2 separate regions of the Oryctolagus cuniculus genome follow, and region 2 is linked to region 1. A link is a contact called in public Micro-C data. All regions are on one chromosome and are shown on one strand. The core of a region is the stretch at or near the end of the contact, and the rest is flanking DNA. Distances in the headings are between cores, read along the strand shown. Region 1 holds the start of RDX (radixin). Region 2 has its middle 42 kb from the start of FDX1.

Region 1 (3,881 bases), core at 873-3,372:
ATCTCACCAGTTTTGAATATTATCTTTTTTTAAAAATATTTATCCATACCATAGTTGCCTGAGATACAATTTGTGGTCTGTGTGCTGCTGCAGAGTCCGGGATAAAATCAAAGCTTTCCAGTCAAGTATGTTTGGGGTTAACCATAGCTCTGCCACTTCCTCGCTATGTTACATTGGGCAAATTAACCATTTTGAAGCTCTCTTTATTCATTGGTTTAAATAAGAAAAATCAATAACAGAGTTCACTGCAAATACTGGATTGTTGTAACCATTAAAAGAGATTGTAGGTAAAAGTATTTCAGGGGCCAGTGTCTGATGCCGGCAGCCCACATGGATGTCAGTGCCAGTCCTGGCGGCTCCACTTCAGCTCCCTGGGCAAGGAAGTGTGAGGCGCCCAAGTGCTTGAGCTCCTGCCACCCCATAGGAGACCCAGGCGAAACTCCTAGCTTTGGCCTGGCCCAGTCTGGGTTGCGGCCATTTGGGGAGTCAACCAGCTGTTGGGAGATCTCTGTCTCTCCCTCTCTCTCAAATCAATCTTTTTTTTTTTTTTTTTAAGTTTCACATTAGTGCCTGGCACGTGCCCAACCATAGTGACTCTTTTTCCGGTTGTAGAAGTGCCTTTACATACTTTTGTCTGATTAGTGTTCTGTTTAGGAATTTACATTTTGACTCTTCACGCCTGCAACCAGTTGTGCAAGAACCTGATGCAGGGGGTGGGGTGGGGAGCACTGAGAGAGGCCTGGGAGTAACTTCTTGGTGGTCTCTAAAAACCGCATAACAATAATAATAGAAAACAACTACATAAACCTGTTTGGTTACAAAGCACACACCTGGTTTTCATCCTTGAGGAATTTGCAATTGAAAGGTCTTTGAGGTTAACCCTTGAGTCCCTAGGGGCGTTTAATTGTTAGGAGAGGTCTCCAAGGGCAACGATGGACACTCAAGAGAAAGCTTAGTTAAAGTCATTTGCAGAGAGGGTTCCTGGAGAAGCCACCATCTCAGCGAAGGCAAATGCGAAGGCAGAAAGGATATAAATTATTTGCTCTGTAAAATTAAGTGTGCTCTTGAACTTTTGCTATTTGAATGTAAAGTTTGTTAACAAAATGTACACTTAAATAAATTGTTGCGAACAGGGAGAGCAGCGCTAATCAGGTTTTGTGCATTGCTGTTGGTACCTGCTCTGCAAGTTTTGTTTGCTCTTCGAATCCTAACAGAAAACACGGAGAGGAGGCAGCAGGACTGGAGTAGGTGGCAGGACCCTGAACCACAGCTCGTGAGCTTTCTCTCTAGCCCCAGACCGCAACTGAAGCGAGGGGGTCCCACCATGACCGCAGGACCCTCCCAGTCTGGAATAATTTAGGTTTGTCTGCTCCTTGGGGGCCCTCCTTCCCACAGCCCAAGAATGTTGTGGGTAAATAAATCATCACACACCATCCTTGCTTGGCTCAAAATTCGTACTCCCGATTGGGGCTATACCCAGGGAGACATGGGTGGGGTTCAAAGCCTGCCCCTGAAAAAGCGAGTTTTTCTGGTTAGTTAAAACCTGCTAACACAATTTAAACGCTCTGCGTCGCAAAGCACCGCTTCCACGCAGGTAGGCCCGGTCCGCTCTCCCAGTGCAGGCTCTTCGGTGCCAACAGACACGCCCGAGCTGCGCCCCGACTCCCCAGGGAAGAAGAACTCCTCCTCGGGGCGATGGCACCGCCCTCAGCGAGTCGGCTGGCACCAGCGGGAGTTTCAAGTTTCCACTCGCGGGGGAGGCGGCGGGCGCACTCCGAGCTCTGGGCTGGGCACTCCGCTCCCCTGAACCGCAGGCTTCGCCCAAGCCCGGTCCTCCCTGCCAAGGGCTCGCCCCTCCTGCGCGCGCTCGCCCGCTCCTCTCGGGGGCTCCCAGGCCCACCGCTTTGCCCCTCGCGTTTCCCCGCCTCCCGGGCCCGCGACCCCCGCGGCACCGCCCCGCGCGAGGCCTCGGGCTCACGGCCGGAGGGGAGGGGTGGGGCGGGGCGGGGCGGCCCGCGCGCGCGGCAGCGGCGGTGGCGGCGGCGTCGGTTCTCAGGCCGCGCCGCGCGGGGCCGGGCGGCCGGCAGGGGGAGGCGGGGGGCGCGGGGCAGCCCCGCCTTTCCCCCGAGGAGGCGCCGGGCGGCCATATTGCGGAGCTGTCTGCGGTGGCGGCGGCGCCTCTTCTCTTCCGCTGCCCAGCGCTCGGACCACAGTCTCTGCTTCTCTGCCGTAGGCACGCCGCGGGGCGCCGCCGCGCAGCGCTTACCTACACGCCGGGCGGCCAGGAGCCGCTCCCTCTCGGGGTAAGCCGCCGGTGCTCTCCCTTCCCCCACTCCCCGCTCCCGGGCTCGGCCGGAGACGCTGAGGTGGCGGCGAGAAGTTGCGGGGCCCGCGCTGCCGCCAGGGCCTTTGGCGCGCCCCGCCGCCGCCGTTGGGACTGCCGGGCCGGTCAGGCCGCTCCCGGGCAGGCGGGACCCCCGAGGCCCAGCCCGAACGTGCCGGGACCGGGCCAGAGTCGCCCCGCGGCCGCACGTTTCTGCTCCGGCGGGGCGTGGAGTCAGCCCTCGGCGTCGGCCTCGGTCTGTTCCCGCCGCCGGGACTGGGCCCCGGCTCGGGCTGCCGCGGTCCCGAGGGTACTTTGAAAAATGCAGCTCCCATTGAGCGAGGGCAGAATTGTTATTTTGCCGTGCAGGAAAGGCATTTATTGGGACTTCGGCCTTGCGTTGGAAAGTCAGGGGGTGTTGAATTACTAGAGAGCGTGCGTTCCGCCCTACTGGCAGAGGGATGTTGCATTACAGGGTTTGGGGCGGCAGCCGCTCCCGCCGGCCGCACGCGCGAGGCCGGGCCGCCGGGCCGCGCGCTACCTGCTGCTGCCGCCGCCGCCGCGGGGCCCCGCAGCCCTGAACTTTCTCCCGCAGCCCAGGACCCCACGTCTAGGAGCTGTAGACCCCACCAGACTAGTTCAGTGTATTACACTCCCCCCCCCCCCCTTTTTTAAAGGGCTGCAAGCTCGCTTCCCGGGCGAACTTTGAAAGGCGGCAGTGCATTATTTGAGTTTCAATAGAGCGCACCAGTTCCTGTACAGATAGGTTTCCTTAAGCGCTCGCAGTATTTGTTTTTCTCTTAATGAGATTGAAAATGTGTGAAAAGGCCACTTCGTCGTAAATGGGTTTTAGAACACAGTTGCTGTTTGGGATGGAGTATTCGCTCCCTCGCAGTCTCGTGGCCCTGAGACCGGCGTGATGTAAATGAAGAAGGCTGAGATAATAAGGGCTTATTTGACAAACGAGTACTTCGACATAGACATTACAATCTATTGTTGACGGAGCATACATTTTTTTTTTTTTAGAACACCAAACATTCTTTTATATGATGGACGGCGCTCAGAACAAACAATTGCCCTGTTCATTTGGCTAGATAAATAATGGCTTAATCCGTTTGCCAAAACAGCATGATTGGATTTGAGAAGAGAGACTGAAAATCAGGATTAGTTTTATAACTTCAGGATTTCTTTGGTTTCCCCAGTGTGCTTTATCTGTCAGACACACTAATTTACTCCAAATACCACAAAATGCAGGACGCTTTCTTTGAAGTTAGTAGTGTATTGCAAAAAGGAGTGCACTGACCTTGTTTTCTTTGCTTAGCTGCTCTTTTTTTTTTTTTTTAATTATGGAATTTAACCAACAGTCGATATATCGTTAGTAAGGAGTGAATACATAAAGAAGACTTTGAAGGCTCTCTGAGTGAGACAGCATTTGAGTATGGCTTTTAAATAGTATCTAATTCTCAGGCTTAGGGGTGATATACATTGTTTTGTGCATTGCTGTATTGCTTCACATGGAGGAGAAGGTAGCGGAGGCTCAAATAACTTGTAGAATAGA
Region 2 (3,881 bases), core at 656-3,155, 70 kb before region 1:
AGGTAAAATGCTAAAGAAAGAGATTGTGCAAGATCTCTGCTCTAGAGCCACAACTCTGCCTGCCCATTCCTCCCTCTTCTCACTGTGCCCACTGCTTCCTTATCACTAGCTCCTCTCTTTTCCCTTCAGAAAAGAAAACCAACATTGAGACGGAGAAGCAAGTTACTGTAGAACAACCGGGAGAACGAGCTGGTGTTGGATGAGTATGGAAAGAGGAGTACAGGAAGGTATGAAAGTAACAAAATAGAACACACAAAAATGGAGATGACCTATAAAGAAAGATCGAGACTTCCAGAGATCTGTGTGCAGACAGGAGTAGGAGACAACAAATCTAAGAGTGACGGAGAACAAACCAAATGAAAATGACCCCTATGTGAAAGAAGTAGGCTGTGAAATCCTGGTGCAACTTGCTATATTCGTCCTCAGGACAAAAATGGGATTCATTCTTTTAATCATATGAAGGTCACAATTAAGAATAAAACTAAGGAGGGAACAGAAATCGAAGACCCAGATTGAAATCTCAAGTTTTCAAAAATAATCCTTTGCTATTTGCCTCTCCTAGCACTGCAGCAGAAAGTGACTCACAAGTAGAAGACTGAGAAAGGGGGAAAGAAATGACCACACTTTAGAACAAAGCGGTTACCCTGGCATCCTCACAGTGTCCTTCAATCCCTGAAAGGAAGGCGGAGATATTTTTTATTCCAGTCCTTATTCAAAGCCTGCACAGAAATCACCATGAAAGCGGTTGGCCATTTGCCTCGGGGTGTGCCAGAAACAGGGTGAAAACTTGAACATTTTGCCCTCTTTCTAGCTCAGTTTGAAGAGCAGCCAGACCTGTGGTCCCTGGGAAATGTGATTAGAGACCTAGCTTGCTTTGTCTTCTTTCCTCCCACTGCATGCACTACACTGCAGTGAGATGATTGTAGGTCTTAGAGCCTACCCCGCTTTTTAAGGCTGGGAGGGGCGGGGAAGAGTGTCAGGGTGTCCTTCCCAAACCCACACAGTCTTTCCATGCATGTTTGTCTGCAGGAGTAATACTCACGGCCTGCAGCATTCCAGCCTGGTGCCCAGGGCTGAGGTATTGTCGTCAGGTGGGGAGTGACCCTGAAGAAGGCTTGCTGTTCCCTGCGCACATTCAATTTTCCAAAATTGAATCTTTTTACTCTCTTTTCATAATATTTTTATACTTGTTACAGGCAAACAAATGTGTCTTTATTGTTTTCATTTAAGAATGGATTATTCAGTGAAATGATAACTTTTTAAAGGAACAAAAGCAACAGGGTAAAAGGAAGGAAAAAAAACACAGATTTAGTATCTCAGTTTAATAGATCATTTATCTTAAAATGTCATTTCAGTGTTTTTAACATTTTTCCTTTAGATGGCAGCAACTGCATTTTGTTGTAATATCCAGCCTTTGTGATCAGATCAATGATACTATTGTCTTATTTTTCCTTCTCATAAGAAAAAGTTCCTTAAAATTGCTTAATATATATTTACAAAATACTTGGCCCAGAAATGTTCATGAGTATTATTAGGCATAACACAAGCAAGTTACAAATTCAGGGAATATAAAACAGATTGTGATGACATTTTGCCCAAATGCTGGTAACAATTATCAGCAAATGAATTTGTTTTGCTTTCTGTGCTTTTTCAAATTCTCTGCAATAAAAGGGGTATCTTAAAACACCTTCTAATAATAGGTAGAATTTAAAAGGAGAGAATGTTCCAACATGGGAAGCAGTCCACACAGCAGACTCATAGAATGACAATCGCTTTAAGTAACACTCTGACCTCAAAATCAGCCTTTAGGCATTCTGGTCTGGCTGGAAAGCCCATGAGAGCATTTCAGGCATGAAAAGCCAAGACACTGTGACAAAAAAATGTCCTACAGGAAGGATTTCTGTAAGTGAGACCCCAGTGGAAAGAAGTGGCCATCTAAGAAGGAGGTACTTTTCTCCAAAGAGGGAAGAGAATTTATACTTTGCTTGTGGCCTTGTCTAAATACTGACAGAGACTGTGGATTCAAAAGGCTTACATATCCTTGACAGCTCACGTCAAATGCCTTGGGTGATCACTGACAAATACACAAGAGTGTTAATTGTTAAATTGACAACAGGAGTCACTGGGCACTAACTTCTCATGCAGGACCTCTGTCCTCAATGAGTTGTATTATGAGAATTAACTGTGATACTTGTTCTCAGTTTGTATGTGTGTGTGTGTGTGTGTATTCATGCAAATTGTTGAAAACTTTATTTAGTATAGAGTTGGTCTTCTGTGTGTAAAGTTAATTTAAAATGAATCTTAATGTAGAATGGGACTGGGAAAAGGAAAGGGAGGAAGAGGTGTGGTGAGTGTGGGGGTGGGAGGGCGGGTGTGGTGGGGAGAATCTCTGTATTCCTAAAGTTGTACTTATGAAATGTGTACTCCTTAAATAAAAGGTTACTTTTGGAAAAAAATAAAACACCTTGTTCATCCTCCATTCTTTATCTTTGCCATTGAAGTGTTCTTTGTCCCTAGATAATTGAAGATAGTATAGGCTTAAGTAATATCTGGCACCCAAATTGTTCCATTACCATGCCTTTTAACCTCTTTTTACATATATATGTATATTTTTAGCAAAATGATTTGTTAATTTTATTTATTTGAAAAGGAGAGTGGCAGAGAGGGAGAGACACAGACAGGGAGCTCTTCCATCCACTGGTTCACGTCTCAATTGCCCACAACAGCCAGCGCTGGGCCAGGCCGAAGGCAGGAGCCAAGAACTTTATTCCGGTCTCTCACATGGGTGGCAGGAATCCAAGCACTTGGGCCATCTTCTGCTGCCTTCCAAGGCACATTAGCATGAAGCTGGATCAGAAATAGAATAACTAGATCTTGAACAGGCACTCCATTATGGGTTGTGGACATCACAAATGGCAGCTCAACCTGCTGTGTCACCATGCCCACCCCTAGCCTTTTAATCTTGTAACAATGGAAGGAAAACAATGATAGAAACGCTAAGCACATGTTAGGGCTTTTCAGGGAGAGCTTCGGGATAAAGGATCTTTTTATTATTCCTCAAATCAAAAGTGGATTTACCATGCAGAAAGTGAATATTTTACTCTAGGAACACACACACACCCCTACCCCACTCCTACTCCACACATTTGTGCTGATCCCTTTCAAAACTTTATGCCTAATTTTGAATTCACAATTTTGTATTATTTTTCTTAGGTGGCCCACAAATTTTCCAGCTTCAGATCGTACCAAACTCAGATCTGCTATTGCCGAAACACCAAAAAACTGATGACTTCTAAAATATCTTGGTGCCAGATGACCTAATTCTAGTCCACGTTTTAAGGAAGTGTTGGGGGATGCCTATGAGCGCCACCAAACCAAAGTCCCTCAGTCCAGGGGACCGAACCTCACACAGTCTTGTGCCCCTGTGCCTACCACACCCTTGGCACCACGCTTCAGGTGTTCCAGAGCATTTGCAGAGCTGTGGAGCGGAAGTGGGTTTCCACGGAAGAGTGAAGGTCTCCCTTTTTCCTTATGTAGAGTAGTTGAGAGAATGTTCTTGAAGAACTTCCCAGTGCCTAATAGAAACGGTGCACCTATCTTACATAAACAGTCCCCAAACAGCCCTGGGACCCTGAGAGTGGCTCTTGCCAGGTTATCACAGGGATACAGCAAAGGATGGCTCTGTTCCAGGTTGAGGAAAAGGACTCTGCCTCCCCTCTTTGAAAAGATGCATCAGCAGATTTATCTGTGCAACAGAAGAAAACAAATATGGTGTGTGATTTCTAAATCCCTCAAACAGGCATGGCAAACTAGCATAGGACTCCCAATGATAAGAATAAGAATTTTAAGACCAGGTGGCTTATGATCTGGCAATTCCCCTT

Evidence for each region. A called contact is a pair of places that touch in the nucleus more often than the background predicts.
Region 2: a Micro-C map of ear pinna shows a contact between it and region 1, with 5 times the contacts expected there. The contact joins the enhancer-like site here to the promoter of RDX in region 1. A contact is called at or near these places in 2 of 6 Hi-C or Micro-C datasets (ear pinna and embryonic fibroblasts).

The regions. Positions count from the first base shown.
Region 1 is chr1:102,093,957-102,097,837 of mOryCun1.1, reverse strand. RDX (radixin) reads left to right here and starts at 2,122. Exons shown (of 16, transcript XM_051849641.2): 1 at 2,122-2,303.
Region 2 is chr1:102,163,980-102,167,860 of mOryCun1.1, reverse strand. No RefSeq gene overlaps it. Among named protein-coding and RNA genes, the nearest start is that of FDX1, 42 kb to the left of the region's middle. Within about 2 kb of position 1,905, at least 1 of the 8 cell types and tissues checked has an H3K27ac peak or open chromatin away from gene starts, as enhancers often do. A contact at or near this core is called in ear pinna, where this site is marked.